Linked DNA regions of Mus musculus: regions 1, 2, 3, 4, 5 and 6 are each linked to region 7. The links are chromatin contacts, called in public Hi-C, HiChIP or PLAC-seq and promoter capture Hi-C maps. All regions are on one chromosome and are shown on one strand. Each heading gives the region's core, a stretch centred on a gene start, on an enhancer-like site or on the middle of the called end of the contact. The rest is flanking DNA. Distances are from core to core; before and after follow the strand shown. Region 1 holds the start of Sltm (SAFB-like, transcription modulator). Region 2 overlaps Ice2 (interactor of little elongation complex ELL subunit 2). Region 3 holds the start of Adam10 (a disintegrin and metallopeptidase domain 10). Region 4 holds the start of Mindy2 (MINDY lysine 48 deubiquitinase 2). Region 5 holds the start of Ice2 (interactor of little elongation complex ELL subunit 2). Region 6 holds the start of Anxa2 (annexin A2). Region 7 holds the start of Gtf2a2 (general transcription factor II A, 2).

What was found. Promoter capture Hi-C pulls out the DNA fragments that hold promoters and counts their contacts. Hi-C and Micro-C count contacts between places; a contact is called where the count stands out from the background. HiChIP or PLAC-seq counts read pairs in DNA pulled down with a chosen protein or histone mark.
Region 1: a promoter capture Hi-C map of liver shows a contact between it and region 7, with 4 times the contacts expected there. The contact joins the promoter of Sltm here to the promoter of Gtf2a2 in region 7. A contact is called at or near these places in 19 of 39 promoter capture datasets (the 3T3-L1 cell line, 3T3-L1-derived adipocytes, the C10 cell line and 12 more), 5 of 484 Hi-C or Micro-C datasets (CD8 T cells, Sertoli cells, embryonic stem cells and 2 more), 11 of 115 datasets of contacts at active chromatin or transcription factors (astrocytes, effector CD8 T cells, embryonic forebrain and 7 more) and 3 of 9 other capture datasets (adipose tissue, liver and pancreatic islet).
Region 2: a Hi-C map of adipose-derived mesenchymal stem cells shows a contact between it and region 7, with 3 times the contacts expected there. The contact joins the enhancer-like site here to the promoter of Gtf2a2 in region 7. A contact is called at or near these places in 2 of 39 promoter capture datasets (the 3T3-L1 cell line and cranial neural crest), 3 of 484 Hi-C or Micro-C datasets (3T3-L1-derived adipocytes, adipose-derived mesenchymal stem cells and bone marrow-derived macrophages) and 3 of 115 datasets of contacts at active chromatin or transcription factors (bone marrow-derived macrophages, embryonic stem cells and pancreatic cancer cells).
Region 3: a promoter capture Hi-C map of erythroid cells shows a contact between it and region 7, with 29 times the contacts expected there. The contact joins the promoter of Adam10 here to the promoter of Gtf2a2 in region 7. A contact is called at or near these places in 10 of 39 promoter capture datasets (the C10 cell line, cranial neural crest, erythroid cells and 6 more), 2 of 484 Hi-C or Micro-C datasets (embryonic stem cells and regulatory T cells), 2 of 115 datasets of contacts at active chromatin or transcription factors (memory CD8 T cells and thymic regulatory T cells) and 1 of 9 other capture datasets (liver).
Region 4: a promoter capture Hi-C map of erythroid cells shows a contact between it and region 7, with 17 times the contacts expected there. The contact joins the promoter of Mindy2 here to the promoter of Gtf2a2 in region 7. A contact is called at or near these places in 7 of 39 promoter capture datasets (the SN4741 cell line, erythroid cells, hippocampal neurons and 3 more), 1 of 484 Hi-C or Micro-C datasets (CD4 T cells), 2 of 115 datasets of contacts at active chromatin or transcription factors (large pre-B cells and memory CD8 T cells) and 2 of 9 other capture datasets (adipose tissue and liver).
Region 5: an H3K4me3 HiChIP or PLAC-seq map of the 230-238 cell line shows a contact between it and region 7, with 5 times the contacts expected there. The contact joins the promoter of Ice2 here to the promoter of Gtf2a2 in region 7. A contact is called at or near these places in 14 of 39 promoter capture datasets (the 3T3-L1 cell line, 3T3-L1-derived adipocytes, the C10 cell line and 9 more), 6 of 115 datasets of contacts at active chromatin or transcription factors (the 230-238 cell line, the SCID.adh cell line, bone marrow-derived macrophages and 3 more) and 1 of 9 other capture datasets (macrophages).
Region 6: a promoter capture Hi-C map of neutrophils shows a contact between it and region 7. The contact joins the promoter of Anxa2 here to the promoter of Gtf2a2 in region 7. A contact is called at or near these places in 8 of 39 promoter capture datasets (the 3T3-L1 cell line, the C10 cell line, the HPC-7 cell line and 5 more), 1 of 15 datasets of contacts at CTCF or cohesin (the NIH/3T3 cell line), 1 of 484 Hi-C or Micro-C datasets (bone marrow-derived macrophages), 8 of 115 datasets of contacts at active chromatin or transcription factors (the NIH/3T3 cell line, bone marrow-derived dendritic cells, bone marrow-derived macrophages and 5 more) and 2 of 9 other capture datasets (adipose tissue and pancreatic islet).

The regions. Positions count from the first base shown.
Region 1 is chr9:70,540,897-70,545,140 of GRCm38.p6, forward strand. Sltm (SAFB-like, transcription modulator) reads left to right here and starts at 1,819. Exons shown (of 21, transcript NM_025690.4): 1 at 1,819-2,185; 2 at 3,074-3,161. The coding sequence starts at 2,024.
Region 2 is chr9:69,431,044-69,434,760 of GRCm38.p6, forward strand. Ice2 (interactor of little elongation complex ELL subunit 2) reads left to right here. Exons shown (of 16, transcript NM_145618.3): 16 at 998-2,031. The coding sequence ends at 1,126. Among named protein-coding and RNA genes, the nearest start is that of Anxa2, 21 kb to the right of the region's middle. Within about 2 kb of position 1,293, at least 96 of the 459 cell types and tissues checked have an H3K27ac peak or open chromatin away from gene starts, as enhancers often do. A contact at or near this core is called in adipose-derived mesenchymal stem cells and pancreatic cancer cells, where this site is marked.
Region 3 is chr9:70,677,080-70,681,259 of GRCm38.p6, forward strand. It overlaps Adam10 (a disintegrin and metallopeptidase domain 10), which reads left to right and starts at 1,903. Exons shown (of 16, transcript NM_007399.4): 1 at 1,903-2,180. The coding sequence starts at 2,126.
Region 4 is chr9:70,655,806-70,659,886 of GRCm38.p6, forward strand. Mindy2 (MINDY lysine 48 deubiquitinase 2) reads right to left here and starts at 1,369. Exons shown (of 9, transcript NM_172772.2): 1 at 468-1,369. The coding sequence starts at 1,241. Gm31872 (a long non-coding RNA gene) reads left to right here and starts at 1,866. Exons shown (of 3, transcript XR_379591.4): 1 at 1,866-2,407.
Region 5 is chr9:69,395,181-69,399,320 of GRCm38.p6, forward strand. It overlaps Ice2 (interactor of little elongation complex ELL subunit 2), which reads left to right and starts at 2,818. Exons shown (of 16, transcript NM_145618.3): 1 at 2,818-2,873; 2 at 3,766-3,907. The coding sequence starts at 3,867.
Region 6 is chr9:69,451,845-69,456,067 of GRCm38.p6, forward strand. It overlaps Anxa2 (annexin A2), which reads left to right and starts at 1,839. Exons shown (of 13, transcript NM_007585.3): 1 at 1,839-1,895.
Region 7 is chr9:70,010,289-70,014,017 of GRCm38.p6, forward strand. Gtf2a2 (general transcription factor II A, 2) reads left to right here and starts at 2,260. Exons shown (of 5, transcript NM_001039519.2): 1 at 2,260-2,373. Bnip2 (BCL2/adenovirus E1B interacting protein 2) reads left to right here. Exons shown (of 11, transcript NM_016787.4): 11 at 1-1,371.

The sequences.
Region 1 (4,244 bases), core at 569-3,068, 530 kb after region 7:
ATCTTCATTTATTGTGAAGGGATATGGAGGGATGAAATTGGTATGGAAGATCAAGAATCTTTTGAATTCTAAAATTTGGTGAGTGTGACAAACTAATTTGTGGTATAAGAGAGTGGAACTTGGAATCAGAAGATCTAAGATTATTAGCACAGCACTGGCACACACAAGCCATATGTGTAAGCCATATTTTATAAGTCACTTAATCTCTTTTAGCAGCTGGGAAGAATTAAAGGGGTTGTTATATCCCAGAATTCCTTAAAAGTCATAAAGAAATGCTGAACTGACTGACTGCCAGGTATGATTTTATAACGTCCAGTTTTCCTCCATTTGAACCAATGATTCAGAAAGAGCAACCCAAAGTAAGGCACACCTCACCCTTACTATTTATTTATTTATTTATTTATTTATTTATAAAGGTAGGATTCCTCTGTGTGTAGCAACCCAAAGTAAGGCACACCTCACATTTATTTATTTATTTATTTATTTATTTATAAAGGTAGGATTTCTCTGTGTAGCCCTGGCTGTCCTGGGTCACTCTGCAGATACCAGGCTGGAGTGTAGTGTATCTCAGAGATCCACAAGCCTCTCTCCCCTTAGTGCTGATAGGCATGTCCCACCACTGCCCAGTCCAATTTAAGTTTTATAACCAGGAAACTGGAGAAAGATGTAAAACAAAACAACCTCAACCCCACCTTTGTTAGCACCTTAGCATTCCTTCTAGGCTCCGCCCAACACTTACCTAGCAACAGCCAGGTAGGCCTGGATGGGAATGTCCCCCCCCCCCCTTTGACTCCTTTCTTCCTCTCCCCTCCCCCCTCCACGTGTTCTTGGCCGGGCTCTTCTCTTCTGTCTTCTCCCTTTCTCTGCCTCTACTCCCTTCTCAGCTCCCCTTGCCATACCCCCAAATAAACTCTATTCTATACTAGACCAGTCTTATGGATGGTACCTGGGGTGGGGATGCCTCAGCATCAGCCGGATGAGGCAGTCCCTCCCACCGCTCTATACCTCGCTCTACAAAACATACCCTTGCCTTTACAAAACATCACCCACCAGTAAATGTTAATTCAGTTCCCTGTGTTTCCTAACTTTGTCCAACTTTGTGTTAATTCTATAGATATTTACGCTGTGATGATTAATAATATTAAAATTACTAAGAGATACTATGCGGGCTATTTCTCCATAAAGTGGCCCCTGTCCTTGACATACCAAATGCTGGCGGCGCAGGGCAGAGGATACTGTATAGGATCAGGGCAACATATACTTTTAAGTTATTCTCCTTTTGTGAACAATTTCATTGAGCCATCAGGCCCGTCGGAGGGGATGGGCAAGCTGAGGCAAACGAGGAGAGGACGTTTGCCTGGTAGTTTTCAGGCAAAGAGGGGCTAAGCTTCAGGGGGTCACAGCGTGACACTGTCCCCTGGGCTCTCGGCCTCAGGTTTCGCTGGGCGTTCCGGGGCGGAACCCGCCGACCTAAGTTCACTAGTATACCCCGACCACCTTTCCACGATGATTCCGTACTTCTTCCGGGAAGGCTGGCGCACACGCCCCCTCATTTCGGTGAAGAGACGCACCTACTCTCCCTACTATGGGGTGCCTCTCAAGTGGCGATGGCTCTAGGTAAGAGATGAGAGGAGAAGGAGGCTAATGGAGAGGCGGGAACCGTGGTACCGAGGACAGCTGAGCGGTTGGACACGCGGAGACTTTCCCGGGACCACGCCAGAGGCCGAGCCACCGGTCCGCTGCGAGCTCCGCCCCCTCCATGCCTGCTCAGTGCGCACGCGCACCCGTCATCCGGGTGCCGCTGCAGGTTGCGCTGGAGCAGAGTCGGGGGCGTGGTCCCCGTGGGGGGGCGTGGTCAGTGGCTCATTGTGCGCAGCGTAGCGCGGCGCCGCTGGCCGCCCGGGGCCCGGGTTGGAAGTTGGTGCTGCCGCGGCCACCGCCTCCACCGCCGCTGCCTCCTCCTCCGCCGCCGCCGCCGCCCTGCAGCCCACTAGCTGCCTCGGCAGCGCGTTGCTTTCCCAAAATGGCTGCCGCTGCCGGGGCCGTGGTAGCCTCGGCCGCCTCTGGGCCGGCGGAAGGGAAGAAGATCACGGAGCTGCGGGTTATCGACCTCAGGTCCGAGCTGAAGCGCCGCAACTTGGACATCAACGGGGTCAAGACGGTACTGGTCTCCCGGCTGAAGCAGGTGAGGCCCGGACGCTGCGCGCAGGGCAGCGTAGGCCGCGCCGTTTAGGTGCTACGCTTCCGCGGTCGGGGCGGACCGGGTGGTGCCTGTGCGTGCCCGGCGCGCGGGGCCCGCGCCTCCGCGAGGAGCCTGGCCTTCCAGCGGCCTCGCGAGCCGCCGCCGGTCGCGCCCCCTGCCTCCCCTGGGACGCCCTCTCCATCGGCTCTGCGGCCTGCGGAGGGTGGAGCTGCAGACCCTGGGCGGCGCTGGGTACCCCGGCCTACGGGCGGTGCGCAGCGCGTGCATCTCTCGGGCTCCGAGGCGATGGTTAGTTTGCTGACTTGGCCGAAGTTACCGTTTAATTGTGTCCAACCGTTTCTTCACCCCTGTTCAGAGAAATCCGTAGTGGGAGTTGATGAGTGGATGAGAAGGGAAGATTCATCTTTTTTTTTCCCCACTAGGCTTTTAACTGATTTATTTTTAATTCTTAATTTCTGATTGCATCAGCGTAATCATCCACGTTCTCAGTCCTGTTAAGCTTTCAGGTTTATTCGCGTGAAGCCTTGGAATCGGAGACGGGAACAAGTGTACGCAATACGTTAGGAAAACTCTTCCTTATTTAAGTAGCTACAAACTTTCTGTAATAGAACATATTTAGGTTCTTGTTCAGTATATGTGACATGGAACCATCGACTGGGTGGAATTTCAAGTTCCAGGACATTTCGATACTCAATGACACCCTCCACCCCTTTCTGTGTAGCATAATTACTCGTTTGTGAAGTCGGTTTGTAAAATAACTGGCAATTCTAATGTTTTGAGGCTGGAGGTTTGGTAATATATTTTCATTAAGTTTTTATAAAATAAGTTTAGATAGTTTGTGTAGCATATTAACTTCTCTTTCTAATGTAGGCTATTGAAGAGGAAGGAGGCGATCCAGATAATATTGAATTAACTGTTTCAACTGATACTCCAAACAAGAAACCAACCAAAGGCAAAGGTTGTTACGAGTTCTGAACATATTTTAAAATATATTTTGGTTCTATAACTTGGCTCTGCTCTTGTACCACTCGCCCTGTTTATATAGTGCTATTCTTTGCTATTTCCCTCTGGCACTCTGCCTTCTTGGGTCAAGGAAGAAAGTTACTGTTAGCAGGCTCTGAGTAACTTGCAGCCTTTCAGATTCGGCTGAAGATGACCAGAAAATAAGAAAGTTCTTTATTGATTCTGGGGAAAGGTACAAAGTTAAGTTGCATACCGATCCTTCATAGTAGGAATATCTGAAGAAAGAAATACAGTTTGATCCATGTCTACCTTGCCCCACAATTGGCAGAGTTTTGGTGAAATTCCCACTAGACCTTTCCTTGGCTCTTTGCTGTTCTCTCTAGTATATTCAAGATCTGTAACCTTTGTTTAATGTTTTAATTGACATACTGCTTATTTCCCATTTATTCCATTATGCAGTCTAATAATTTTCAGTGAAATTCAAAAGACCTCATCGATCATACTAACAAAAGCAAAAACCCCACAACTGATTAGCTTTAAAGAAGTTTTAAGGTATGGGGATACTAGGTTTTTAATGTAGCTTTTAAATTGGGCTCTGTGTATTTCCAGGGCAGAATGATCTGATGTGAATAGCGAAAGGTAATTTTCACATGAATATTTTGATAATAAATGGGAATTAGTTATTAAAAACATCTGGTGAGTATAATCTTATTTGAATAGTTGCAAATTTCCGCTTCTCATAAACTGTCACAGAGAGTAGACAAATAACTGTCTGATGCCTGGTATCTATAGTTTCCATGCAGAATAAGTCATGGACTTCTGTGTCATTTTGTTAGGAACATAATTTTCTTAACTGCTGTACCCGATCTATACACAGTTGTGATGGGAATAAGATGATTGAATAGACCAGGTGGTGGTGGCACACACTTTTAATCTCAGCACTTGGGAGGCAGAGGCAGGCAGATATCCAGTTGGGGGCCAGCTTGGTCTCCAGAGTAAGTTCCAGACAGCAAGGGCTACACAGAGAAATCCTGTCTCCAAAAACACAAAAACCAAACTAAACCAAAGCCAAGATGAT
Region 2 (3,717 bases), core at 43-2,542, 580 kb before region 7:
AGTTTGCCCCATTTCTAGTCATGTAATTTAAAAACAAACCAAAAAAAGCTTAGGAAAGAGAAAGTAGAGATACTAGATTTTGGTACATTCTTAGTGAACCTCCATGCTGGCATTTTGTTCATTAGGCTAGACTGTGAGAGAGTGGTTTGAATGTATCATAACCCTACCTTCCCATCTGTGGGATTGACTGCACGGGATGTACAGAAACACTTCTGGTGCAAGGTGGCAAGGGGAATCTGAGGCAGATGTAGGCAGCTTTGTGGAAATGGTTGTAGGCTATATACAATTTTGGTTCTGTGTGAGGCCTCTAATTGGTCAGGAAGGTTATAGCATTTCCAAGTCTTCTCTTGAGGCAGGACTCTGGTTCTGGGCTGGGTACAAGTTGGAGCAGGCATGAAGAGGAGATGGGTCTCTCTCACCTGCTCTATCCCCTCTTCCTTTCTAGGCCTTTTCCTCCCCGTTCAGTTGGCATCCTCTTCTCCTTCCACCTCCAGTTTTCTTCTCCTCCGGTTTCTCCCCTTCTTTCCTTTCATGTTTTTTACTCCTTTTTTAGACTGCCTCTTCTCCCAACTTCTTTCCTTATCTCCTTGCCTTGCTCCATCTTATGTCTGGCCTCTTGTTTGTCTTTCCATTCCTTTGTATTTCCTCTCCCTGTCCTCACTTTCTCCTTCCTCTCTTGCCTTTCTACAAAATTGCACAGTGCTTCAAAGGTCTGGCCTTTCCTCGTTTTCTAATTTCACATTTCAGCATCTTGCAAATGTAACAGAAGTTTACAGCTGAGCCCTGCTCTAGCTTTTTTCCTCGTTGTTGCTAGAAATTTAATGTTTTTAAAACTGGGTCAGATTAAAACTTCTTAAGTTAGCCATGTGGCTGGGACTTAAAAATTTACAGAAGGTCATTCCCAAGTTGAGAGTCCCTGTGTAAATGATGCAGAGTGGCTTGTGTGCAGGCAAGTTGTGAATGTATTAAGTTATTCTGCTCTTGCTTCATCTCTAAGGTTGGTGGGACAAGAATGCCTACCCGTAACCACAGGAATCCTGTCTCCATGGAAACCAAAAGCAGTTGCCTGCCTGTTCAGCAAGTTGAAAATGAAGGAGTGGCTCGGAATAAAAGGAAAATAATGTAAGGGCTGGACCATAGAAAATGAAGTTTCAGAAAACCCAGTTATAACAGTGTTTAATGTTGAACTTTAAGGGGAAACATACCCAGAAGATCAGCTAGTGAGAAGAGTGTCTCCCCTCGCTATCCTGGAGTTCTTACAAAGTGCCTTGGAAACCTACTGACTGCAGGAATGGCGGTGACAGCAGGAGTTAGTCACTCCTCAGCCCTGGTGCACGGAGAATGTAGAATGCTCCATTAGCATGGCAGCAAACTGAATAAGAAAAATATTTTTATAGCATTCTTTTCTAAAGATCATAGGTAGGAAAACCACTTGCTGATTTAGGAACTGTCATGTATTACGTTATCAATTTGATTATATTGCCACTCAAATGAGACTGGCCCAATAGTTAAATATTGCCAATGTTAGAAACAGCTCTGTGCATTGTTTCTGACCCATTTTTGTCAGTATTAAAACTGCTGTTGATGTTTGAAAACTTGTTGAAATTCCTTTGTGGACGCCGAAAGTGAAAACAAGAAAAATCTTCATCTCTGAAAAGTGGCAAATTAATATTTTCTTACTAGGCAACCACCCTTGTGTTTTATAAAAACAAAAAGCATTCTGTGGTGTGACAGCTTTGGTGACAATATCTCTACTACTTTGCACAAATTCCATGTAAATGTGGTAAGATACTACCCAAAGCAGAAATAACCATGAGGATGCAGGAAAAACAAAAAAAACAAAAAAAAACACTTGATGATCCTATCAGACATGGTGAAGGTGCCATTAAGCCTAGGATTGTTTCTTTCTTCTCATGTATTGTGGTTAATTCAGAAAGCAGCATCAGCAGTGGGTTTGGCCAGTTTGCATTTGAGGGGACAGAATATGTTTACTTTTTGTTACCTGTTTTTTAATAAACACTAAAAGCTTCAGAAATGTGTTTGTCATTTCAGAAATACAAGCTTTGTCATCAATGGCAATTTTCTTGTTGTTCTTTAGAAGGTGTGTGCGCGCGCATGTGTGCATATGCGTGTGTGTTCCATGTTAATATAAAAAATTATACCCAAAAATTGGAGTCTAAAGAAGTGGCTTATTGCAGAGGACCCAGGTTTGATTCCCAATCACTTGGGTGCCGACAGCCATCTGTACCTGTAGTTCCAGGGGACCAGATGACCTATTTTCTGGCCTCTGTGAGCACTGCATCTATGTGGTGCACTTACATACATACAAACAAAACATTCATACACATAAAATTTACTTAAAAAGAGGAAGACCCAGGCCTGGAGAGGTGGCTCAACGGTTAAGAGCACTGATTGCTCTTCTGAAGTTCCTGAGTTCAATTCCCAGCAACCACATGGTGGCTCACAACCATCGGTAACAAGCTCTGACACCCTCTTCTGGAGTGTCTGGAGACAGCTACAGTGTACTTACATATAATAAATAAATAAATCTTTTTTTAAAAAAATGAAGACCCCAAAATCCTTTAAAATAGTTTGTTGAAATTCTTACTTTCCACTATCAAGTTTTCTTTTGCATTGATTTTCTGAGAGGTTGGTTACCTAAATTATTAGTACATACAGATTTTTGTTTTGATTTTTGAGACAGGGTCTGTACATAGTCCTGTCCTGTAACTCAAAGAAATCCACCTGCCTCTGCCTCCTGAGTGCTGGGATTAAAACATCCAATTACGGGGCTGGTAAGATGGCTCAGCGGTTAAGAGCGCCGACTGCTCTTCCAAAGGTCCTGAGTTCAAATCCCAGCAACCACATGGTGGCTTCACAACCATCCCTAACGAAATCTGATGCCCTCTTCTGGAGTGTCTAAAGACAGCTACAGTGTACTTTTACATGTAATAAATAAATAAATATTTTTAAAAAAAACATCCAATTACTGTATAATTTTTTTCCATGAGTACACTGTAGCTGTCTTCAGACACACCAGAAGAGGGCATCGGATCCCATTACAGATGATTGTGAGTTGCCATGAGGTTGCTGGGAATTGAACTCGAGGCCTCTGGAAGAGCAGTCAGTGCTCTTAACTGCTTTGCCATTTCTTCAGCCCCCTACTGTAAAAAGTTTAATGTAGCATTTCCTCAACCTACCACTCTCCTTTTAAAGCCCTTCACCTTCCCCCTAAACTTTGTCACATATATACAAATCCAGAAATATTTTAGTTGTGACTCATTTGTCATTCAGTTTAGGGGTGTGACAGTAGAAGATCCCTTCAAAATTAGCTCTTTTCCAAAGATGGACAGCATTTGCTGCAGTCTGCATATCAGAGGCTTCCACTTTCTACATGTGACCAAACCTCTGGACAACTCTGATCAAGTAGAGCTGCTTTTCCACTTAAGCTTAGCAAAGGCTCTTTTTAAACACATATTTAGTGTCCATTGTTGTTCTACATTGCTACAAATATGAAGGGATTTGTAAGCAAGGAAGTAATGTTGATAATACTATAGCAACATTTTTTACTGTTTTGGGTTTTGTTTTGTTTTGTTTTGTTTACTCCAAGCTGGGAATTAGGTAGAGTACTCACCTACCATGCCTGTGACAAAAAGTTCTGTCTAGATACATAGGGAAAAAAATGAGATACTACAACATTGTAAGCCTAAACCTGGC
Region 3 (4,180 bases), core at 653-3,152, 670 kb after region 7:
TTAATCCATCAAAATAGTTCCAAAAGGCAATTTTCATTTTACAAGGGAAATGCCAAGGTTACAAAGAATTTTGAAATAACCTTGCCAAAGTCTATCAGCTTTTAAGAGGCAGGGGTGGGAGTCAAACTCAAGTGGGTTGTGATGCATGGCATCAATGCAGACCTTACCCCGGTACATTTTCTCACTTTCCTCTTCACTTGTGAAAATGCCAGTAATGGAATTAAGACTTTAAGCAAAGCAATAGTCCAAACTTGTAACATGAAAATACCATTCATTATTCATTCATATTTTTAAAGAAAAGAAACAGCATTTTAGATGTAAACTCCTGCGATTTCTTTGAATTAAAAAAGAAAATGATCTTTGCTTATGATTATTAGAATTGATTATAAACAATACTACCTAATATCAAACTTGTCACAGAGATGGATTAATAACTCAAAAAGTCAAAACTTCTACTGCCTGTGAGTACATAAGGCAGAAACAGCGCATGTGATAAGCAACATGTCTGCAGGTTACTCAGAATAGACACTTTACAAAAGGAAAAAGAAATAACAGCATTCAGTTACTCTGTATTGATTTTATATGCTTCAGTAGAAACGAATGGACAGGACAATCATGATGATGTGGGAAGTTCTGACTGCAGTATTGAGTTTAGTAATGTGAAGCAAAACAACAATTCATTTTTCAAAACAATTAAAATAAGTATATTCCTTAAGTAAGGTGTGACGGTGCATGGAAGATGGGAGGAATCAGAAGTTCATGTTTACCCTTGGCCTCATAACCACTCAAAGAATAACCTGGGATAATTAGATGAGAGATGGGAGATGGGGGTGGGAAAAGTATTCTCATCTTTATTTCTGTTTTCTTTAAAAACCACATTATCTACATTAACAATGTAGGTTGTAGAAAATATATAGGGCGGAAGTAAAAGGTTTGCAATTTATTCTTATTATCAATAATATAAACTCATATTCTTTGAGTCAACCGAAGCAGAGTTAAGTATGATGAAGACGTTGTAGTTCTTTTTTTTTTTCATTTATTCATTCGCGTTACATCCGAAGAGCAGCCCCGCTCCTCTCCTCCCAGTCCCACCCTTACAAATCCCTCCTCCCATTACTCCTAAAGTTGTAGTTCTTGAATACGAGTATAAAGAATCAAAGCGAGTAAATGAGAAGTCAAATACCGGTTTTGTAGAAGTTGGCATGAAGGAGGTATGAGGGAAACAGACTAACAAGCGAGCATTTTCTGAGCTGGAGACTAAGGACCACCGGCTTATTTATTTATTTATTTATTATTATGGCTAAGGCCTAGTAGGTGACATACATTTGCTAATGGTTCGGGAAGATACCCCTTTGGGTATTTTTTTCTTCCTGTTGGATCTTTCCTTTTATGTTCCCATCAGAGCTGTGTATCGCGGCTAAAATCATGGTTTGCTGGGACTGCTTTTGTTTACTTGGCAGCTGCAGAGCTTCAAAAGAAACAGATAGAGAAGCAAGGAAAACCTCTAGTTTTTTGGAGGCGAAGAAGCCGAAAGCCCTTCTTGACAGCTTCGGGGTAGGGTGTGATTCCAAGAGACAGTCCTTAACAGCTGGAAGAACCAGGTAGCACTTTCACAGGGAAAAGAGCGCTCCCGCCCGGGGCGGTGGGCGGAGTCTCCAGCGGCCCCGCCCTCCCAGGCCAATCCCTGCTCTCCGCCAGCGGACAGGAAGCAGCGGCGGGGCCTAGCGGCCCGGGCGCTCGCCTCGGCACGCATGCGCATTATCCCGGGGCGCTTGGGGGAGCAGGGCGGGGCGGGAGGCAGGGGTGCGGCCTCGCGAGTGTATTGGGTGCCGTCGCGTCACGTGGCGAGAAAGGAGGCGGAGGGCCGCGGCTCAGGGAAGGGGCTGAGACCAGGCGAAGAGCGAGGGCAGGGAAGCGGGGAAGGGAGGAAGGAAGAGGCCGAGGGGGAGGGAGGGCCCTGTTTTGGCGGAGCAGGGCGCGCGGCTGGGCCCCTGAAGTGGAGCGAGAGGGAGGCGCTTCGCCGGGTGCCACTGCCGGGGAGGCTCGTCGGGACCCAGCGCCGGTCGCGGCTCCCTCAGGATCGATGCACCGCGGTTAACCCGTGAGGAGGCGGCGGCCGGGGAAGATGGTGTTGCCGACAGTGTTAATTCTGCTCCTCTCCTGGGCGGCGGGGCTGGGAGGTGAGACACGACCCCGGGCGGCGACGGAGCGGCGGTCGGTCGGGCCGAGCGCAGCGTCGCGGAGCCGGGCCGCGCGTGTCAGGTCTCCTCGGCTTCTGTCAGCTCTCTCAGCTCGCCTCAGCCGACCCCGAGCGACGCTCCCCGCGCGCTATTGTCCCTCGCGCGCCCCGACCGCGCTCCCGCCGGCGGCGGCCCGAGCAGGCTGCGGAGCCCCGGGCCAGGCCTTCCCCGCCCCCACGGCCCGGCGGCCCTGCCTGCCCGGCTTCTCGCGCCGCTTTCCCCGGGAGCGGCGGAGCCCAGGCCAGCCGCCCTCGCGCACTCCGCAGCCACCTCAGCCCTGCCGGGGTCCGAGCCCCGGGACCGCGCAGACTCGCAGCAACTTGCGAGGTTGGCAGCGCGGCGGGAGCATTGTTCTGCAAGCGAGCGAGCGGACCCGGGCCGGGTGTCGGACGCCGGTGTGCGTGTCCCACCCGAGTGCCTTCCCTCCGCCTCGTGCTCTTTTCGGAGTGTTTGTAGCCAGCGCGCCGGAGGTTGTGTGTGTGTGTGTGTCTGTCGTTCTGTCTGTCTGTCTTCTGTCTCCCCGGGGCAAGACTTTAGTTGACTGAGGAGAAGGGCAAGCCGTTTTAGGATGCTCTTCGATCCATCTGTCTTTTTGAGTTGAGTCCACAGAGAAGCAAGACCGACCCTTCCTGGGCGAACCAACTTGCAGAGTTTTCTTAAACTCTCAGGTGGAGCAGACGTACTGCTTAGTCAGAGGATTGTCAGGGCTGTGCTCCCTCCCCCTGCAAATTGGAGTTCACTGTTGCTTCAAGTTTCCTGATGCTTCGGGTTTGAGACAGCGGTATTTCATTCCCAGGCTTTCCTAGGACAGGTTGCATGATTATTTTGTTCCTATGAGAAAGTGCTTTACCATAGGTAAGCTAATTTGCCGCCCAAGTGTCTGGAGAGAGGTTAGCTTAAAAGCATTGAATTGGAAACAACCCCCAGAACTTCCAGGGGTGCTTCGGATGGTTGTCAGCAGCCTAATTTGATACTTTAGAAAATATCCTAGTGTTTTCTGTAGTGTATTGTCTGTGTTCATCCCTTTGTCTCATTGACTTAAACTGCAGGACCCAGCCTATTTTTGTCTGGCATTCTGCTTACTCTGAAGTTGGTTTTGTGTACTCAGTTTCTGTTGTTGTGTGTACTATTCATTTATTAAGTACACATTTTAGATGACAGCCACTAATAGATGCTTATTTTTGTTTTGTTTTTGTTTTTTGTTTTTTTTAAGAACCAGATTGCAGACCGTTTGTAAAGAGCCTCTTTATTTAACATTTGTATTTCTGTAACACGGCTTATAGTCCTGGCTGGCTGTTTTCACTTTTTGTGATTATGGTCAGGAATTAGACACTGTTCTCTATGAGGTAATAAAATCTAAGTTAAATGTGATACACTTTGATAAGTAGTGATACAAAATGCCTTTTATTAAGGAAAACTAAAACCAATGTGGCCTGTTGTTTGGGGAAAAAAGTAAATTAACAGCATAAGCATTGTGGGTGAAGAGTTTTATTCAGATCTTTGGAGTTTCTTTCTGCACTAAGTAATGATTCAAAGGCCAGGTTTTGTTGTGCTTCTGCTAAAAACTTAAAAAAAAAATAAAAGTTTTCACTTAAGTATTATGTCAAATTTGTAATACTTGAGTATGTAGGTATATTTATAATTTGGGGCTGTGGAATGTAGCCCAGTGGCAATTGCCTAGCAAGGCCATGCAAGGCTTTGGATTCAACATCTCTGTTTAAGGCCCAAAACTCCTCCTATGTTTATTTGTAACTCATTATACTATATGCTGGGTTTTTTTTTTTTATCTGAACTGAATCGCATATAGCTAAGTTTATATATTTTTGTGATGTTTTGTAGGCTAGTGTGCATTCAAACTTAGTAGATATTGGCTGTAGTGCATTGGAAAGTTGAATGTTTGTAAGGTTAGGGTAGTTGTAGAAATACAGAACTTTAAGGTA
Region 4 (4,081 bases), core at 119-2,618, 640 kb after region 7:
GAATAATATAGGCAAATATAGCTAAAAATACTCAGAAGATGTAAGTGCAGGGTGCTCTGGATTCTGCTTGTTTATAGGTAAACCATCAGTTACAACCTTTAACCGAATGTTGAATTTTTAATACAAAAAAGACCTTAAGTTGGGGGCAATTCTTCCTGACATGTTGCCACATGAATAATCTTTCAATAAAGAAATCCTGGAATTAATTTCATGTAATAAGAGACTGTTAGATATAGGGGTGCATGTCTGTAAACCTAGCACTCTAGAGGCTGTAGCATTAAGATCTTAAACTGTTCGAGGACAGTTTAAGCTACACAGACAAACCTTGTCTCAAAAAAAAAAAAAAAAAAAAAGGAGGAGTCTGATGAATGGAAGGAAGCCATCAGCTGACAAACAGCAGTTTCCTCACCCCATTTTGCCCCTCCCCACCCCACAAGCTGTAGGAAGTAGAAAGCTGCAGAGTGTACCTTCCAGGCGAGAAGCAAAACATTGAGGATGGCCAGCAAAGGGCAGGGTCCATTCTCATTCTGGGTGATGATGGGCGTGTTCTCCTCTTTCCACTGGATCCATTTGATGTGATACACCGACTGTCCGGGAAAGCGTTCTTTGGAGGCCGCTAGCACCTGAGCCGGGTCCTCCTCCTCCTCTTTGCATAGAGGTGCAGCCCTGGGCGGCCCCGCCGCGCCCTCCTCCACGTCCTCGGGGACCCTGGTCTCTGCTCCCTCCTCACTATTGAACTCAGAGCTACTGGGGAAAGAATGCAGGTTGGAGAAAGACTCCAGGGAGTCCAAGCTGGGCGAGTCCCCAGGGGGGCTCGGCTCGCTGCAGCTGCTGCTCGGGGCGCCGGTGCTGCTGGGCTCTTCCGCCGCCTGCTCCACCCTGCAGGTGCCCGTGTCGCCCACTGGCCCCGACCCTCGGCCCGCCGCGGCCTCGGCCAGCTCCGGGGAGGCGGTCACCTTGTGCTGCCCTCTTGAAGGCACCTCCGAGGCGGCAGGGCTCGACGACGCGCCGTCCTTCAAGTCCGAGCCCGCGCCGCATCCGAGCTGCGAGGGGGACGTCGGGTCCCCGAGGCTGCTCCGCGCTGCCGCCGCCGCCGCCCCCTGCCCGCCGCTGTCCACCGCGCGTCCAGCGGGACCATCCTCAGCCTCGCGCCCGCCGCGCCGTCGCCCTTCCGGCGGCGACACTCGCCCGGCCGCCACCCCTAGTTCCAGAGGCTGTGGGCTGTCAGGGCTGTTCTCCATCCCCGGCCGCCCGCCCCTGGTCCTATAGACACCGCGGCCGGCTCTCCTCAGCAAGCGCCTCCGACGCCATGACAGCCGCTCTGTAGCAGCTCCAGCGCCCTAGCGCGGCCTCGGCCAGGCACGTCACCGTAGAGGGCGGCGGGAGCGCGCGCGCGTGCCCCCGCCCGCCCGCTCGGAGCGTGCCTCCGCGTGACTGCGCTCGTTGAAGCGCCCGGACCCACTCGGGGAGCGCTTCTCCCCCGAGGCCACGCCCCTCCCGCGCGTTCAGGCTAGGGAAGGCAGAGCGAGGCCAGGGGCGTGGCTGAGGGCGTGGTCAGGGGCGCGGCTCGGAGAGCCGCAGCGCCACTAGGAAAATAATCTTGTGTGTGCTGCCGGAAGTTGAACTCCGGGGCATCCCCGCTGCGCGCGGTTACTTTAAAGGCAGTGGCTGAGGCTTGTAGGGAGTGTGGTCTACTTTGGGCTTGAGCCTGGTGGACCCCGAAAGTGGTAGTAGCATTGGAAGACAGCCATTCCCTGAAGGCCTCGGGAGAGCTGGCTTTTTCTTTTCTTTTTTTTTTTTTTTAGCTTTTAATGTTGAGAATTGGAAGCATTTCTTAGGAAATGCAAATTTGAAAGGCGAGTTCTGTTGGAGGCTTTTGGAAGACTGCGCAGTACAGGGACAACTCTCCCTGGGTTTTGGCTGAGAATCGCTGCGCTCCCAACCAGCTACTGGTTTGCCTTGCCGGAGGTTCAATGAGGTTGTGGATATTGGCCTACGCCCCAGGCGAGAGGGTAAATTTGGTCCAATAATAATAAATCAGTTTGCGTTTGAAGCAAGCCAAGTCTTTGCGGTTCTGTTCACTTGGCTTCTCTTTGCACAGAGTGGGAAGCTTCTGCTTCCCGAAAAAATGACTTTTAAAATTAGAATTGACTTCTCATCAGGGCTTGACATCTGCATAGAGGATGGACAGAGTTGCCTGCAACTTTTTTTTTCTATTTATTTACTTACTTATTTATTGGCAAGAGTGGATATAGATCATCTAACCTGCTCTGGAAAAGTGGGGTGTTTTTTTTTTTTTTTTTTTGGTTTTTTTGTTTTTTGGTTTTTTGTTTTTTTTGTTTTTTTTTTTTTTCCTGGACCCTTCCCTCTTCAAAGTTGTCTGAGAATATAAAAATGAACAAGACAGGTGGGTCTTCCTTTAGTATCAGGTATACAAATATATGGTGCATCATGGATTGTTACACTTCTGTCCTGCTACTGGTTAGAAAAGTAGACAAATTAATGCATTATTTTGCTCATTCATGTGTTAGCACCAAGCATGTTACTGAATACTGTGTTTCACACTAAAAATATCACTATTATCTTCTCAGAAATGATGATCTCTTTCTCGGCACTCTCTTCGACTTCTCCCTCTTTCTTCCCACCTCCAACTCTCTCCTCCCTTCCTTTCTTTTCTTCCCCCCCCTTTCCTTTTTTTTTTTTTTTTTTTTTTTTTTTTTTTTTTTTTAGGGCTGGGGCTCAATTCATGTATGACAAACACTCTACAGAGCCCTCTACTACTTTGCTTATCTTATTTCACTTTTGTTTTTTGAGACAGAGTCTCAATTTGTAGCCCTGGCTGGCTCTGCCTCTCTTCCAATTTGAGAGTCTCACCCTGTGTCTTAGACTAACTGACCTGGAATTCACAGCAATCCTCTTGTACTTTTTCTCCCACTCCAATTTTGAGATTATAGATGTGAACGCTGTGTTTTTAAGACTGGAAGTTATCTTCCTTTCTTTCTTTCTTTCTTTCTTTCTTTCTTTCTTTCTTTCTTTCTTCCTTCCTTCCTTCCTTCCTTCCTTCCTTCCTTTCTTTCTTTCTTTCTTTCTTTCTTTCTTTCTTTCTTCCTCCCTTTCTTTCTCTCTCTCTCTCTCTCTCTCTCTCTCTCTCTCTCTCTTTCTTTCTTTCTTTCTTTCTTTCTTTCTTTCTTTCTTTCTTTCTTTCAATTGAGGTTGGGTCTCACTATGTAGTGTAGCTAGCCTGAAAGTTGTTATGTAGGCCAGGCTGGACTCAAACTTTCAGAAAATTGCTTGCCTCTGCTTCCCAAGTGCTAGAATTAAGGGCATGTGCCACCATGCCAAGCAAGATCGGCAATTCCTGAAAACTGGAAAAGTTAGAAAAGATAATGGAAAGTTTTTTCTGAGTGTTGAATTTTGGAGTTCATGTTGATCCATAAGCAATAATTCCTGCCATCACCATTGAGATTTTTCTTTTTCTTTTTTTATTAGATATTTTATTTATTTCCATTTCAAATGTTATCTCCTTTCCTGGTTTCCCCTCCGAAAACCCCATATCCCCTCTCTCCTCCCCTTGCTCACCAACCCACCCACTCCTGCTTCCTGGCCCTGGCATTCCCCTATACTGGGGCATAGAACCTTCACAGGACCAAGGGCCTCTCCTCCCATTGATGACTGACTAGGCCATCCTCTGATACATATGCAGCTGGAGCCATGAGTCCCACCATGTGTTTTCTTTGGTTGGTGGTTTAGTCCCAGGGAGCTCTGGGGGTACTGGTTAGTTCATATTATCGTTCCTCCTATGGGTCTACAAACCCCTTCAGCTCCTTGGGTCCTTTCTCTAGCTCCTTCATTGGGGATCCTGTGAGCATCCACTTCTGTATTTGTCAGTCACTGGCAGAGCCTCTCAGGAGACAGCTCCTGTCAGCAAGCACTTGTTGGCATCCACAATAGTGTTTGGATTTGGTGGTTGTATATGGGAAGGATCCCCAGATGGGGCAGTCTCTGGATGGTCATTCTTTCAGTCTCTTCTCCAGACTTTGTCTCTGTAACTCCTTCCATGGGTATTTTGTTCCCCCTTCTA
Region 5 (4,140 bases), core at 1,568-4,067, 610 kb before region 7:
TTCAAAAGAGTAACTTTGCAAAGCCCAAAGAAGCCCAAGAGAACACAACTGAACCAGTAACTGGAGCTAGGAAGACAGAGTGAGATTTGAGAGAGAAAATCAAGTGAAAACCAGTTTTGAACAAGAACCAAACAGAAATGCTTAAAATCAGGAGCGAGTCTAGAAAAAATAAAAATAAAAAATAAAGTTCATTTGAGGATTAGAAAGCTGGCTCAGTGGCTAAGAGCACTCACTGGTTGCTCCTGTAGAGGACCTGAGTTCAGTTCTGAGCACTCACATGGTGTCTGTAATCCAGTTGCAGAGGATCCAACACCCTCTTCTGGCATGTGATACTACATATACATAGTGCACATACATACATACATGCATACATACGTGTGCAAATATACACTTAAAATTAAATTAAAATAAATTAAAATAGATAATGGCTGAAAAGATGGCTCAGCAGTTAAGAGCATTTGTTCCAGCACCCACATGGTGATTCACAGACATCCAATAGCTCCACTTTCAGGGACTATAACGCCCTCTTCTGATGCCCTACAGGCACTGCACACACAGACATATGTGCAGGCAAAACATTTATGCACATAAAACAAGACACATAAACCTGAAATAATTTATTTTAAAAATAAATATCTTTTAGAAAATTCACGTGAAAGCCTCAACTACAGAGCACATCAAGTGGAAGAGAGACTGTGAGAACTTAAAGGCATACCTTTCAAACTATCAAATTCAGAACAAAAGAGAAAAAAAAGGACATTCAAGATTTTGGGAGACAGCATTGAATGGGGGACAAACATTTCTATCACTGCCATACCCAGGTCAAGAGAATAAAGTTTAAATGTGTAGAACAGTCATTAAATGAAATGCTAACAGAAAGCTTCCCTAGCTTCAGAAAGGTATTGGACACTCATAAACCGGAGACCTCTGGATCCCCAGAAAAGACATGAGCAGAAAGAACCATCACCATTACATAACCACACTGTCAAGAGGATAGGGCAGCACTGGGGCTACAGCTCAGCGCTAATGCCTGGTTAGCATACTTAAAGCTCGGGGTTAAATCCCCAGAACAGCAGCAAGATAACAGCTAAATACGTGATAGAAAAGAACTGTAAAATCTGCAAAGCACTAAATCACATTTAATAGAAGCCCCATTAGAGTAAGAGGAAATTTCTCAGTAAAAGCCCTACAGGCAAGGAAAGCACAGAATGACATATTTCAAGTCAGGAAAGAAAACAACTGCCAATCAGGATCACTATACTCAGCAGAGCTATTCTTCAGAAATGAGGGGGAAACAAAGATCTTCCAAGATAAGCAAAAACTGAGGAAACTGGGGACTACCAACCTTACCTTACAATGGATACTTCATGGGGGACTCAGAAGTGAAAGAAAGATAACATCATGGGTGTGTTAAAACAGTAATGTTACTAGAAAATACACAAAAGACATATAGAAGAGAATCAGATATTTCAAGCAAGTGAAAGAGGGAAGATTAAGATGAGTAAACTTGAAAGGGGAATATTTATTTATTTATTATTTATTTATTTTTATTTTTAAATATTTATTTATTTATTTTCGAGACAGGGTTTCTCTGTGTAGCTCTGGCTATCCTGGAACTCACTCTGTAGACCAGGCTGGCCTCGAACTCAGAAATCTGCCTGTCTCTGCTTCCCGAGTGCTGGGATTAAAGGCGTGCGCCACCACACCCAGCTTAAAAGGGGGTCATCATTTATGGTTCTAGCCACAACATCTTGTCTTAAAAGATTTATTTTTATTTAAATGTCTCCATGTGTGTACCACATGTGTTTGGGTACTCTCGGAGGGCAGCAGGTAGGAGGGCAGCGGGTAGGTACCAAATCCTCAGGAGCTGGATAACAAATGTTTGTGAGCCACCTCATGTGGGTGCTGAGGACTGAACTTGAGTCCTCTGGAAGAACAGCAGCAAACAGTCTTAACTACCAAGCCTTTTCTCCAGCCCCAGTAACACTTAAAGTGGCTCGTCACTCTCTTTTTTGATCCGTTTACACACGATGACTTAGAGTCCCAAAAATCAGAAGTTCTGGAAAAGCCGGTTTTAGTTTTGGTCCTTCTTGCACTCAACACCAAACAGAAAATATTTGTGCTTAATCCATCTCTTTTTAATGAATTGCTGCAAGAATAGCGTGAGAGACTCGAAGGCCCACTAGCAGACATTGGCCTATCTCTAAAATGAAAAAGAGAGTGGAGTGGAGATTTTGGGTGTAATGAGAGCCTAGTATGTGTTGAGTAGTGCGCTAAATATAGCTTCATTCTTTGTCTTATTTAGACCTTTCCAAAACCCTTATCTGTATGTAATAAAAATTGATGATAGGGGCTGAATATGTAACTTGGTAGGGTGCTTGCCTGTCATCCTGAAAGATTAGGTTCCCTTTCCAACACCGTATACATGGGGTGTGGTGGTAGTGCATGTCTGTAATCCCAACACTCAGGATGTGGGGGTCATAAGGATGAGAAGTTCAAGGTTAGCCTTGGCTGGAGTACATAGGATATTTAAAGTGAACCTGCCCTACTTGAGACACTATTTCTAAGACAGACAGACAGACAGACAATCAAGCACACACATAAAAACTACTGACGAGTCAGGATCAGAATGAGGGAAGCCTGAAGTTACAGCCTGGGTCTACCTGGTCCCTTAACACTGTGGCCAGTCCTCCCTTTGCATTCGCGCGCAGGCCCGTCCCGCGGCGCTCGCGTGACGTCATCACGCGCGGCCGTGCGGGCGCCCTCGGGGCTTTTAAATGAGGCCTTCGTAGGCGGGCAGCAGTGAGTTCAGCACAAAACGTGTGTGGAAGCGTCGGCTTTTCTCGGGGGCCAGAGCCGCTTGGGACCCTGAGGTGGGCGGAAAGGCGGCTGCGCGCCGACTCCGGCTCGTCGGGAACGCGAGGGGCGGGAGAGGGAACATGGCGACGCGGGTCTGAGGCAGCGCCTCACCGGACTTTGCTCACAGGCCTTCCTCGGCGGCTTCCCTCACGTGTCTTCCTCGGCGGCTTCCCTCACAGGCCCTAAGGCTTTCCTCATTCGACCCCTCTCCTTCCCCGATACTTTTGTCTCCCTTTGCTTCTCTGTAGTTCCCTCCCCTCCCCCTCAGCCCCACACTCAGGGGAAAGGAGAGGTAGGTGGTAGGCGGAGAGGGACGCCCCTGAGACCCCATAGGGACCCAGAGGCCAGTTCCTGCATTGGACTCCTAAGTATCTCAAGGCCGCACGGGATGACAGGGACAGACACCCAGCGTGAGTGAAGAAGTCAAGCTACAGCGTTAATTCCGATGACACCTTTAAAGGTGCCTGTGAATTGTTTTCTGGAGTTGCTCGCACCTGAGTGTCACAAGTGCAAAGTTCTCTTTGAAAAGGACACGGTCCCTGGGATCCAGAGAGCCTTTTCTGTGTGCATCGCATGTCATAGACCGCCTCCATAGCTGTATATAACTAGAGGAAATGGAAACACGATTTGTATTGGTGGTAAGGGAGTGAGGGGAAGGGAAGACAGCCCTGCCATAATGTAAACAATGCGAGAACACAGGGCACCCTTCTGGTTTGGGGTCTTACTAACTCAGCTAATGTTGAGGCTAACACTCCTTGCATAAGTTAAAGGGAACGGATCTTTGCTACAAAGAATCGTTCTGCCTGCCTGTGTGTTTTAGTCACTTGAGGTAGATGCTAATCAAGCAAAGGCTTTTTATGACCCAAGGTGATATAGGTTTGATCTTGACCTTTTGTTTGTCTTCAGTTAACTGTAGACTCTAGGAAGGATCCGACCCTCACTCTCTGGGAGCCTTCACTGCCCAGCTGAAATAATTGTGGGCTAGAGTGAAGGAGAATTCTAGGAAGATGAGCTCTAGCATAACCATGAGTGAACCAAGGCTGAACTGGTGAGTTGGTCCTCTTCCTGATCCACTGTGAAGGAACAAGCTGGGGATGGTGGGTATCATAGGAAAGGAGATTTCTGGCCTGGAGAGATTTTATAATTTTTAGCCACCAGGGTCTCAGAAATTACCCTGTTCATATACCAAGTTTGTTGAGTTATAGCTGACTGATTTTTAAAGATTTTTTTTATTATGTATATGAGTACACTGTAGCTGTCTGCAGACACACCAGAAGAGGG
Region 6 (4,223 bases), core at 589-3,088, 560 kb before region 7:
CTCGTATTCAGCAGGACATAAATGAGGCCTGGCCACATACAGCTCTCTGTACATTTAGCTTTGCCAGATGTCCACAATAAGTCAAAAATAGTTTTGGATGGTTGGTGGCTTTTTTATGTTTCACATGATGTCAATTCAATGCTACTTCTGACATTGGACCTCCTACCCTCCCTCACACATGCAGGAATGTGGAGCCTGCGGGCCTGGGTGGAGAAATAACCCAGGGAGGCAGGCTACTGCTTGCTGGTAGTGTGTGCCTGTGTCTTATGTTCCAAGATGTTCACCCCCAGTAGTCAGATAAACAAGGTTTCTGTCTTTAAAGCTGCCCACACTGAAGCACTATGAATGTAAATCAGACATTGTATCAAAAGGGATATCTTGTTTTCTGTTTGTCACTCTGCTGGGGCCAACTTCACAGCTACCTGTCTATGTGACAGTGGGCACTGTGCCTATCTCTTCCCCTAACTGTCATCCTTTGGTTCCTAGGAGTGAATTGAGACCGTAGTGGAAAGTATAAACAGATGTTGATATCAGAAGGGACCAGGGCTGGGAAGATAGTGGCCTAAGATCTTGTAGCTTAAGAACCTGAGTTCTGTTCCAAGTTCAGGTAGAAGGCTTTTTGGCCAACCAATCTTGCCTAATTTGTGAGCTCCAGGCCAAAGAGATACCTTGTCTCAAATAACAAGCTGGGCCAAGGTGGGTGCTCTGAAGGGACAGCATCCTAGAGGCTGACAGCGCCTTGCAGGTCATGTGTGATACACGTGACCACGTGTGATACGAGTGAACCACAAGCACACACAACTAGATGGAAGAGAATCGTTAGAACCTAGAGAAAGCAGAGAGGTAGACTCTGCAAGGACGGAGTTGAAAGACCTAGTGTGACTGGGCAGCGGTGGTGGTGTACACTTTTAATTCCAGCACTGGGGAGGCAGAGGCAGGCAGATCTCTGATTCCAGACGAGCCTAGTCTCCAGACAACCAGATCTATACAGAGAAACCCTGCCTTGAAAAACAAAAACAAAACAAAACAAAACAAAACAAAAGAACCAAAACTAGTGTTTAAGGTATTTCCAGCTCTCTTGCTAGCTTGAAGTTTAATGCGGTGTGAACAGTCACCCACAAACACAGTTCACTACTGCGTTGTTTCCTGGAAAAGCAAGCTAGAAAAGAAACAATATGACCCAGAGAAACAGTTTGTCAAGGAATGAGAAGGGGGAAAAACCTTCAATAACCTACAATTAGGAAAAGACCGTAGGACCTGGGGTGTATTGGAGTACTGGGGGAAGGAGGTACCTTCTAGCCTTACCTCTTAGTCTCCCTAGCTGGTTAGAGGCCTCTCCGCTTTGATTTACAAGGCGGAGTAGACTGTGTAAAGCAGGGCCAAGCGAACACCCTCCTCACACTGCTCCAGCTGGTGACCAGAGGTTAAGCTAATATGTTTGCAGACAGTGATGGAGAGCTGGGTGCCAACGGCCCAGTTCAGAGGAATCCAAATATATGCGCCTTGAAACAATTCTACCCTCCATTACCTCGCTGCCTAGAAGCCTTTTAAAAGCAAAAGAAGTGAGTTGGGCAAGCCAAGCAGCTGAAATCTTAATAACCCAGAGCCAGCCTGAGCAGGGCCCTGTACTCTAGGAGTAAGGGGATTTGGGCGGGGGAAATGGGTGGATACTTGTAGGGCCTGGGGAGGCGGTGGAGCTGTCACGTAGGGCAGGACTGGGCTTGGGCTACGTTCCAAGTTGGATGAGTCACCCAGCAGGGTGGGAACAGGCCGGGGAGGGAGGGGATGTGGGGCGGCCTCGCGCTGGGAGGATGGGGCGGGTATAAAAGCCCCACCCAGCCCAGCCGGGCTGCTCCGCTTCAAGGGAGGCTCTCAGCGATACGTGCCCGGCCCAGGTAAGTGGGGCGCGGCCCGGTCGCCCGCTATGGCCTCGGGGTTGCGGTGCTGAACGGGGAGCGGGCAGGCTCCGGCGATGGGGACCCCGGGAGGCACGGAGAGGGACCCACTCCACCCGGTGATCTGCGAGGCCCTGCAACAGAGTTGCAAAGTGTCCCGCAAGTGACCGTGCTCTTTGCATGCCACTCTCCTGAGGGGTCGGGGCGCAGGGGTCGGGGCGTGCTTCCCCTTGAGGTTTCCTCGGAACGGGGAGACCCTTTGTGGGGCGGGGAGCCGAGGGGGCGGCATTCCAGACGTGCTAGATGTCAGGAGGGGGACTGGGTGTGGCCGCTGGGGGAGCCTCCGGCCCAGCAGTGAGAAGTCCCACTTCGCTTTCCGCACTGCGTTCTCTCACTCTGGACCGTAACTTCTGCAATTTCAGGTGAATTTCCTTGCAACTGAGGGACGTGCCTTTGTGGAGTCGGAGCAGGGTACCTGGGGGAGGTCCAGGGGGCACCAGAACCTCAAGTCTTGACTACTGGGTGCCCTTCTTTACAATCTCAACTCAGTCTTCGTCATGAACGCTAGATTGTCTGCTAGGTCAGCGACCTCAGACTTCATTTCTTCTGGGGAGTTTGTGGCTCGCTTAGAATGTGTGCAGAAGGAAGTGTCCCCGGGTGGTTGTAGGGAACGTTGCCTTGACTGTGCTGATGCCACCATGAATCAGTTGATAGGGTCTATAGAAAAGGGCGTGGTTCCTGGGCCTCAGGTTCCAAAGCTGGCGCGGAGGGCTGTGGTTGGAGAAGTTTCTTTATCTATGAAAGTGGTTTCCGAACTCTGCTGTTGATAGCGCCACTCACACTGAGTTATTGAAGGTTTCCGAAAACAAGTTCATTCAAAAATAGCTAAATAAAGCGTACTGAAACAGTGTCATGCAAATGTAAAAGCAAAGCAAAGGCAACAAAATAACTGTTACTTGAGACAGAGCCGTAATCTCAACACTCAGAAGACTGGAGCAGCAAGATCCCTTTTGAATCCGACCTGAGCTACATAGTAAGTGAGATTCCTGTAGGGGGAAAAACCCAACTACCAAAAAAAAAAAAAAAAAAAAAAAAAGAGAGAGAGAGAGAGAGAGAGAGAGAGAGAGAGAGAGAGAGAGAAAAGAAAAAAACCATGAGCTTATGATCACGATCAAGCTTATTGGTAATTGGTAGAGTACCGTAGTAGGTTGAACTTCATTCCCAGAACTTGAAAAAGCTATTCATGTGTGAACTATTATGCCATATTCAACTCCAGCCCTTAAAAGCAACCATAAACTCTTGGAATTCAAGATCCTCAGCCTGAAACACTCAGGAGTATAATTAGGTGGGTCTGCAACTTGGACTCGGGAAGCCACTTCCCTGCCCAACCCCAACAAAGCTATAGAATGTGTTTGGAATCCCAAGCTAGCACCAGAAAAAGATTAATTTGCAGTGTATCCGAGTTCTGGCTAAAGGCAGGGGAGCAGAATGCAAACTGGGGAGGGTGAGGGGTGATCTGTGGGTAGGAAGAATAAATCACTGATGTGGGGCTCAATTTTTTTCTCCCTTAGTTCTAAAGATAGTCTTGATCAAATCATAAATCCTATCAATTGGAAACCCTTCTCCCGTTTCTGTTTCCTGCATTCCTCCCACTGTCTTGCAGCCTGTGTCCCTTGACCTGTTAGGTTGGCTTTGGAGACTTGCAGTCCCACCCACTTCCTGCTCCTTTCAGAGTATGAAGCACTCTGGATCTGAGTCAGGGAACTTGGAGCCAGCAGAGGAGACCAGGGCAGAGAGATCCCTGTCCTCTTCCGCTCTCCGAAGCACACAGCTGATCTGAAGTCCAAGGGTTTCTCCAGAAGCACCCATCAGGTCTGCTGCAGCAGGGCAACCCACTAGGTGCATCTCTCGGTTGAGGGTTTCCTGTTCGGTGTGTTAGAGGTTCAGGAAGTTTGACTAACTAGCCAGGCAGCACTTGAGGCTTTGACAGAGGCCTTGGACTGGTGCCTCAATGTTTCACATCCTGTGTCTTTGAGCTATTAAAGTACCCTATTGATTGGCATTAGGCAGGCAGTCTTGGTCATTAGCTTCCTGGCTAGTCTCTGCTTTAAGTAGTTTTCCTGGCAAGGCAGGAACTCTTCTAAATTGCTATTGATTTTTGAGGACTGTGGTTTCTCCCTGAACCTTTGGGCCCAGATTAATATGTGTGAGCATTTATGGGAATTTTTGCTCTAACTCTTGGCTTGTAGGGAGACTTGTTTCATCAAGCAAAGGTGGTTGTGTTACAAAAGGAGTACCAGGCACTATGGGCCATTTGTTTTACAAACT
Region 7 (3,729 bases), core at 1,010-3,509:
AGGAATTAGCACTATGACACATGGAGTAGAGCAAGCCAGTTTCTTGATTGAATTGGTAGCTCACATGAAAGGTGACAGTAGCTTTGGCATTCTTTGTCCTGTATTTTAAGTAAAAAATTTTTGCTAGATGGCGGTGGTACACACCCTTTATCCCCCAGCACTTTGGAGGCAGAAATTGATCAGTCATATCTCAGAGGACTGGAATAAGAAAAATCTATATACAGGCAAACAGTTGTGCTAATGAGAGTTTGCTTTGTACTAGGGAATGGGAATTGTGTAGTGGGCATTGCTAAGACCATCAAGAACTGGGCCCAGTATTCTAAGCTAGTACAAATGACCTGTCAGAGGAGCCCTTTACTTTCTGCTCCCTTTCTGAGATCCTAAATGAATTTGGAATCAGGTCAGCAGAAGACCAGTAGGAGCTTTTAAGTTCTAAATGGTAACTGAAACAAAACAGGATGTGGAACTGTTAGAAGTAACTATAATTTGAATACGGCAGTTTGTTGCTATTATATATAATATGTAATGGTGTGGAACCAAATGTAAAATGCTTTGAGAAATTCACATACAGCATTTGAAATCAAGCACCAGATGAAAACCAGTTGTTTTGGGACTTACTATGGTGATATGTACATGTAATTCCCGCACTGGAGGCTAAGGCAGGAGGATTGGGAGTTTGGGGCCAGTCTGGATTACTTAGCAAGTTCCAGGACAACCTAGGTGGGTGTACAGAGTGAGACCTGCCCTGGGTTTGGGAGTGGGGGTATGAAAATTAGTTTTAAAAAAATGATAGAAGCTATTTCAGATAGTTGTCTTAAGATTTCCTACAACAATTGAAACTTGGAATTTGAAATTGTGTATTTGCATATCTAGTTTGACAAGAGAACTTGGTAGCTGTCAGTTACTCCATGGTACCTTTGTATATAGACTTCCAAAGGTTAATGTCCTAACAGCTACTTCATTGTTTACTCATGAGAACCCAGCTAGTAAATATTGATGTTCAGGGCTGCTGGCTTGCACAGTCCTTGGGGTTCTGTTCACATAGAACACAATTTGGAGTTCATCAAACACTGTTGCACTTTGATTCATACTTCCAAATGATTTTCATTGGACGCTCACATTCTGTCATTTAGACGGAATGCGCTTATTGTGCCCTTTCCACTGTTCTTAGATAATATTGTCATTTCAGTGAGAATTGAGACTGATTCTCTCTGCAGGATACACCTCTGGTTTTTGTCACTGAGAAGCCATTGATCTGCAAAGTATATCCTTTTCTCTTCCTTTGACTGGTTCCAAATACAGTGGTGTGTCTTCATCTGTTACACATGCTACTGCAGCATTAATGCATTTGAATAAATTAGTTGGAATATACATTCGTGCCTTGTTTTCATCTTTAATCGTTAACTTTTACACTGAATTTTCCGGTGAAGCCTTTCAAACATCGGGCCTTTACAATCCTGCAGTGTGGATGCTTCCGGTTCTTTTATTTATTTATTTATTTATTTTATTTATTTTTTTTTTTTTTTTTTTTTTTTTTTTTTTTTTTTTTTGGTTTTTCGAGACAGGGTTTCTCTGTGTAGTCCTGGCTGTCCGGGAACTCACCCTGTAGACCAGGCTGGCCTCGAACTCAGAAATCCACCTGCCTCTGCCTCCCGAGTGCTGGGATTAACTTAAAGGTGTGCGCCACTACACCCTGCTCTGGTTCTTTTAATTGATAACAAGTTCAGCCTGTTTACAATCTTAACACTATTTGAACTTTAATCAGATCTGTATTTCATAGTTTGGAAATTATTTAATGAGTTTGGGTTGCAAGGATATGATTTTAAAAGGCTAAAAAGGAAAACCTACAGCATGGCACAAAGGAGAACATGTTTCACTCTCAGACCTGGAGTGTTTGCATCCGAAGTCACAATTCATGTGCTCACTGGCCATCTGCAGTACCTATAGCTGCTGTTTTGAAAGCAGAAAACCAAGCACCCCCGCTAAAAAGAAAAGGGATGTGAAATTCTGGAAACTCAGAATATCCACGTATTTGCTTTTGTATCAGTCACGAAGTTTATACAGCAGACCTTCCAAATGAAAAAGATGAAAGACTCACAAACCCTGGTTTCCCTACACTGCAGTCCCACAAACTTTGACAAGCCAGACAGTCGCCCCATTGCCTTTTGCTTCCCGAGCGCCAGCAGGAGAGACCACGCCCCTTCTCGGAAACGGCGGTGGGGGCCGGCAGTGGCTCCTGTGGCGTCACCTCCGGGTCGCGTGAGCACTTCCGGGTCACTGGCACAGGGCTGCGGTTTCCGCGGCCGAGGAGGTGGTCGCAGCGGGCTCCCTACCTGGCTCTGCTACCGCCGTGGCGGAAGCGCCTTCCCTCAGGTAGGCGGCGGCGGGGCCGGGAGCGGGGAGGCCGCGGCGAGGCGGGCGGTACCGAGCGCTGTGCCCGCCGGAAGGCGACCCCAGACAGACGCAGCCGCGCGGGAGCAGCCGCCTTCCCGCTCTCCTCAGGCCGCGCTTAGGCGACCGGCGTCCCGCTCGGATGCCGGGCACACACGGCGCCTGCGCTCCAGCTCTGCAGTGAGGAGGGGATTCCGAAGTTCTGCAGTTGCCGCCACCTTTAAAGATTGGAGATGGCCGAGCCAGCTCGTTTCAGCAGACGTCGAAGTCGCTGTTAGCTCTTTTCCAAATAATGCTTAGATGTCAAATGGAGCGTGCCATGGCTCCCCTGTCCTATTTTAAAGTTTATGTCTCTCTGACCTTTTTCTCCCCTTCTCCATACACACGTACTGACTGGCGTTTACTTTGAACGAGCTAAATGTTTTTGTTTGACACGCGTCGAGTATCCGGTACTGTTCTCAGCCCGCAGGTTACATCAAGTGAACAAAAATAAAGATCCATGCCCTCGTGGACTTTACATTTTATGCGGAAAGTTAACATAAGACCGTTAGGTAACTTGATGGCAGACGGTGCTATCAAAAAATTTTAGCGAGATGAAGGGTTTGGAGACGTTTCATAATGGATGTTGGAGTTCCTATGTGGTGGTCAGTTTAGGTGCAATTGAATGGAGCTATTGGAGTTGTGTGTTAGCCAAATTAATATCTGAGCAAGAACATTACAGGCAGAAAGAACAGCCATCGCAAAGGCAGTCCCACGCCTGTCATCCTCAGGGCAGTTGAGAGTGCAAAGGGAGGTGGAAAATAGATCAAACCAAACATAGAGGGTAGCCAGATCGTCAGGCCTGATAGAAGCTGATGGAAAATATGTTCTAGCCCATATTTTTAAAAGATAACCCCGCTGCAAATTATAAAGTGTGAGGGACAAGTGTAGAGTAAAGAAAATTTGAACACCATGAGTCAGTGGCCTGGCATTATAAAATAATCATGGGGATGTTGAGAAATGATTGGCTTCTGGATTCATTTTGAAAGTTGCCCTTCCAAGATTTGCTAGGAATTGGACCATCTTTATGGTTTATATGACTCTGAGGGCCCATAGAAGAGTCCTCTGCATTTGCTCTTAGCTGTAGGAGAAGTGTCTTAGCTATTTGATAATTGTTTCGATGTAGAGTAGAACATCCTGAATATGGGTACAAAGAGAGAAGTGAGGGAAGGCTACAAGTTTCAAAGTCATCAACACATAGATAGGATTTAACACCATAAGCTGAGATGGACTAACTAACAGGGAAAGCAGGTAATTCAGGAACTGGAAGTCAGAGCTGAGAAAGAACTGTCAAAGGAA